Regions from separate parts of the Sus scrofa genome. Here region 2 is linked to region 1. Evidence: chromatin contacts called from public HiChIP or PLAC-seq data. All regions are on one chromosome and are shown on one strand. The core of a region is the stretch at or near the end of the contact, and the rest is flanking DNA. Distances in the headings are between cores, read along the strand shown. Region 1 overlaps RFTN1 (raftlin). Region 2 has its middle 28 kb from the start of RFTN1.

Region 1 (2,700 bases), core at 145-2,644:
GAGATAGATGGATAGGCAAATAACCCTATGAGTTGTTTCACCTAAGAACTCTCATATAGGAGGAGGCAGGTAAAGTGAGTGAGGGAAGGAATACAGCCCAGGGCAGGCTGGTAGAGGTCTCCAATTCTCAGCCTGATTGGGTGTGAAATCAGGGGATGGCTAAGAGCTCCCCCAAAGCAGTAAGAGAGCATGTGCCCCCAAAAGGAACAAGACCTGGACTGAATCTGGTATTTATTCAAGGTGCCCAGGAGAGGCTGAAGTGTTCAAGAAGGTAGACTGCAGCCACTGCTGCCCAGGTGAAAGAGAAATATCTGCACCATGTTTTGAGGTGAAAGAATTATGTCTTTAGTAGGTTTAATATCTATAAGTTACAGGCAGTTTCTAACTTTAGGATGAACCTATTGGAATCCTTATAACTAACGTGCTAATTAACGCTTGGAATCAGAAACCTACTAACTTTTTGCAAATAGAGAGCTGTGCTATCCAATATGGTAGCCACTAGCCAAGGGTGACTATTTAAATTTGAATTAATTCAAACAAAACAGGATTAAAAGTTCAAATTAGCCACATTTCAAGTGTTTGATAGTCCCTGTGGCTGGTGCAAATATATAATATTTATATAGTATTAATAGTATTGGACAGGGAGTTCCCATCATGGCTTGGCAGAAACAAATCTGACTAGTATCCATGAGGATGTAGGTTCAATCCCTGGCCTTGCTCAGTGGGTTAAGGCTATGGTGTTGCTATGAGCTGTGGTACAGGCTGATGGCTACAGCTCCGATTAGACCCCTAGCCTATGAACCTCCATATGCTGCGAGTGCGGCCCTAAAAAGCAAAAAAAAAAAAAAAAAAAAAAAATGTATTGGACAGTGCAAATATAGAACATTTCTGCCATCACAGAAAGTCCTACTGAACCATGATGCTATGATGCATAATATGGCGTATAAAATACTGGGAAACATAGCTATTGACAATGATTGTAGAGACATATAATAGAGGGTAAAGGCCAAGACTCAGACACACAGACATCTCAAATGGACCCTCGACCAGACCACTGCCCATTCTGACCCTTCCTAACTCATGGGCCACTGTTCCATGACAGCTGACATTTTAAAGTCTTTGGAGATCCATGACATACAAAGGGAACCTACAAACGGAGGCATGTACCATATGTCAAGAACAGGCACAAAAATGCTGTTCTGGGTTGCACGGTTACACATGAGTCTTTGCGGTGAATATTTTATCACATACACACACGCAACCCCTCTCATTTTCTGTCACCTAAACTCTGGTACAGCTTTCTGAAAACAGAGGTCCAAAAATAACACGGGTTTAAGCTCATGTCTGAAGCTACCTTTAGTCCTGACGTGTTAACGCTTAGCTTCAGGAACTGAAACTTTCACCAAGCACTGCTGGGTGGTGAGCTCCATTCTGAGGCCATAAGGAAAGCTCAGGCAGACGTTCCTGTGTTGTGATTTTCTCTTTTAATGACTGAGAGGGCTCAGAATGAGCCAGTCTGAGACCTAAAGCTTCAGACCCAGCCCTGTCACTCACTAGCTATGCTATGGGTCAACTCTGTGGATTTATCTGAGCCTCAGTTTCCTAATCAATAAAATGGGGATAATAATACCCAGACATTCATTCCCTAATTATTTACTCAATATCTACTAGGTGCTGGGGAAGCAAAAGTGAGCCAAACAGGCACTACCCCTGACCTCTTGGATTTAATATATGCTGGTCTAACTCAAGGGGCACCTGGGAGACTCTGAAGAGTCCATATGATCCACCCACCTTTCTCAACTTGCCTCTGCTCAGTTTGAGAGACCACTGCTTGACCGTAAGCCCTTGGCAGGGCTGGGGTTGGGGAAAGAGGGACTCTTTTATCCTCCTCTGCTATTAGGAGCTATCTGGTGGGAAGCTTGGAGCATGCAGAAAGAACCTGGAAAACTGTAAACTCCCTTACAAATGAAAGGAAGAGATGGGGCAGGAGTTCTGTTCAGGGCAGACATTCCTGGCAAAAGGAGTTGTACTGGTCTTCCTTATCTGTGTTAACTGACATGGTTCTTTCACTTGGACAGTACCTGCAATTTCACTGTTCACTGAAAATGTAGTTCCTGGGAAACTGGTAGAACTAAGAGGGGGGTGTGCTTTTAAGCTCCCAACCCTCAAGTATCTTCAACTGGTTATTAGTCCCCCATGAAAAATCAACCCACCAGAAGATCCCAACCTGATGTCAAAAGTCTAAATCAAAGGTGCAAAAGGAAGGTGATTAAGGAGAGACTTATCTGTGGGCAACAACCCAACGGCATCTCAAAGAGCAAGTGGCCAGCAGGGTAAGGCCAGAACAGGATCTTAAGAAGACCTGGGACTATCAGGAAACTTGCTCCAGGTTTTTTCCCTACTTTCCTTTATTTGGCAACATCATTCTTCTTTCTTACCCAGGATGAATTTTCTCCATGTGGCAGAAAATATGTCCATTGACAATTTCTCAGTTTTCTGGCTCATAGCCTAGCCACTGGAGATCGAATGTTTAAATGTCCTGGTAACACATAAATAAAAGATCTCAGGGAAGGGTTCTGATTGGCTCAGCTTAGATCAGGCATCCACTTCTGGGCCAATTAGCTCTGACCATTGTTAGGGTGGCTCCCATGGAAATCACAGAGGTGCATGGTGGGAATAAGGCAGCTTTCAGAAGAAAAG
Region 2 (2,700 bases), core at 15-2,514, 170 kb after region 1:
TTCTGATCCAGAGATGTAAACAGAAGAGGCATGTGCACTTCCAGGAAGAGAGCGACCATAAAGAAAGGTGCCCTCTCCTCTGCCCCTTCTTCCTTCCTGATGAATGGAAGCAGATGTAATGGCTGGAGCTCGAATAGCTATTAGGACTTTGAGGTGAAAGAAATGCAGTGAGAATGGCAGAACAAATACACAAAGCCTGGATATTTGATGACAATCGCGCCACCAAATGACTTCTGGATGGTACATCTCCAGAGTTTGTTTATATGAGAGGAAAATACACTTTCCTTGTTTAAGCTACGATTAGTCATTCTAGATGAATCTAATCCTGATAGAGGAGTTATTGTCATCCCCATTTTACAGAAGAGACTGAGACTCAAGTTTACACAACTGGGGTACGTACATTCTGGTTCCTTGAGAACAGATGCCTCACTCTTGAGGTTGACTGATTCCCTGGCTCCCAAAGCTGATACCATGGAGGTGCTGAAAATATCCTCTTTGGGTTTCACTCATTGGAGCCAGGCCATGTGCCCACAAATATGAGCTGCAGGCCACACTTTCCTTAAAGGTTAGTCCTGAAGAGGCTTCCACTCACTGTGGGAGTGAGGCCAGGTCTTCAAGAGCAACAGACCTGGGTATGAGACTCTGAAAAATTTATTTAACATCTCAAACCTCAGATTCTTCTGTGACGGATATGACAGTACAGAGTTGTTAGGAGGACAAAGCGAAGGAATACACTGTGCCTGCCACTGACTAAGTGATCAGTAGAGGCTGGCTCTCATTATTAGTCCCTGGGGCTGACCTGGAGTCGTAGCATAATTATTCCTTTTTCCGTGTCTCCCTTTCATTTTGGGGCTGTCATCTTAAATAATATAATAACCAGCTATGTTACCAGCAAAAGCGAGTTTATTCAGGAATAGCCAGAGGAATTGCAATTCAGGATGTGTGAAATAATGGTGGACCACAGGCAAATCCAGAGAACCAAGATTTGTCTTTAAAGCCATCCTCCAAGTCTTTTATAGAGAAAAAGGGGGAGTTGGCAGGATTGAGATAACAAAAGAGTCCATTGGAGTTGCTGGGGGTCCAAAGCATGGAGGCATCTCATTGGTTGGGGGGGAACAGTCTCTGATTGGCTGGGCTACCCTAGGGCAGAGGGTAGATTTATCTTGCTGGATAGTAAGTAGAGGCATCTTCCTGATGGAAGTCCTAGCAGTACATTCCTTCCTGTTTGGAGTGATGAATGATGTGCAATGGGGCATGAGAGCTCCCCCTACAGGTCTGTCCCGACTTCAACTTTAGCTGAGGTTTATCCCCAACAAGCAACACTTTTCTCCCCACAGGGGTTACGGGGAGGGGCCCGTAACCCCTGCAAAAGCTAATCCCTCATACAATCAACTGCATCTTAGACTCAACCAGAACCCAAACATGCAGGGTTTGGTTGCCAAACCCCAGCTGTGGGCTCAAGTTTTCAAGCACAAGGCAGTTTTAGTAAGAAATTAATGTTCCCAAAATCATGACTTGTACTTGCTATGTTTCCACTGTTTGTTCTCATATAGTTGCTCAAGGAACCCCCCCCCCACTCACACAAAACATAAGGCAGCAATATTTGTCTTTAAAGCCATCCTCTAAGTCCAACACCCTCTCAGAGGTGCCTATAGAACCCATATCCCTACAGGTCTGCCTAGCAGGGTAACACAAGCGCTGCTTCTCTGTGATCCCTGCTGTCTGATGAATGAGTCCTTCTGATGTAATAACAGACACTGCATTGATTATCATGCAGCTTCCCCACCTGTAGGCCATGTGGCTTTGGGAGGTGGGGTGTACAGAATGTGTACAGGAAATCCTCAAATCCATCTGCATCCTTCACGGTCCATGAACTCAGTCTTTTACGTGTCTCCCACACGGTTAGACCCCTATTATTCAGATGTATATATGTGCTGTTGTGAGGAATAATATTTCATTTAAAGGCACGATACTAATATTAGATAATCGATAGGCACTAAATGCATACCCCTTATCATGCAAGAGTTAAAGCCCTAGGAGTTCTGTTGTGGCTCAGCAGGTTAAGACCCCAACTAGTATCCATGAGGATGTGGGTTCAATCCCTGGTCTTGCTCAGTGGGTTAAGGGTCTGGCATTGCCACAAGTTGCAGCATAGGTCACAGATGTGGCTTGTATCCTGCAATGCTATGGCTGTGTCTGTGTCTGCTGTGTAGGCAAGCAGCTGCAGCTCCAGTTTGACCTCTAGTCCAGGAAGTTCCATGTGCCACAGGAATGGCCCTAAAAAGGAAAAAAAAAGAGTTAAATGAATCCCTAGCTTAGTGCTACTCAATGAGAACTTGCAGAAATAGTCCCACAGCTAGGGATTCTCACGTGGAGTTTCAGCTGCAGATCGTGGAGACCACCAGACCCTCTGGTCACCCTCAAGTCACATTGGACAGGTATGCTGAGAAACACAAATCCATGGCCTTGAACAGGGGCAGGTGCACTCAGATGGCACAGCATGCACCACCTCCTTCCCTCTTTTCATGTGCATCACACACCCAGTGCACAAAATCATAACCACAGGCAGCAAAGAGAAGCAGCAGAAAGACTGAGGGACTCACATGGGAACAAGTGCAGGCAAGCTCCAAAACAAAAAACAAAAAAACAAAAAAACCCAACTCTGGACAACTTAGGCCAGAAAGTAAGTAAAAGCTTAGA

The links. HiChIP or PLAC-seq counts read pairs in DNA pulled down with a chosen protein or histone mark.
Region 2: an H3K27ac HiChIP or PLAC-seq map of alveolar macrophages shows a contact between it and region 1. The contact joins two enhancer-like sites. A contact is called at or near these places in 1 of 47 Hi-C or Micro-C datasets (heart right ventricle) and 1 of 2 datasets of contacts at active chromatin or transcription factors (alveolar macrophages).

Annotation. Positions count from the first base shown.
Region 1 is chr13:3,532,992-3,535,691 of Sscrofa11.1, forward strand. All of the region lies in intron 4 of RFTN1 (raftlin), which reads right to left. Among named protein-coding and RNA genes, the nearest start is that of TRNAE-UUC, 36 kb to the right of the region's middle. Within about 2 kb of position 1,395, at least 4 of the 83 cell types and tissues checked have an H3K27ac peak or open chromatin away from gene starts, as enhancers often do. A contact at or near this core is called in alveolar macrophages, where this site is marked.
Region 2 is chr13:3,701,722-3,704,421 of Sscrofa11.1, forward strand. No RefSeq gene overlaps it. Among named protein-coding and RNA genes, the nearest start is that of RFTN1, 28 kb to the left of the region's middle. Within about 2 kb of position 1,265, at least 1 of the 83 cell types and tissues checked has an H3K27ac peak or open chromatin away from gene starts, as enhancers often do. A contact at or near this core is called in alveolar macrophages, where this site is marked.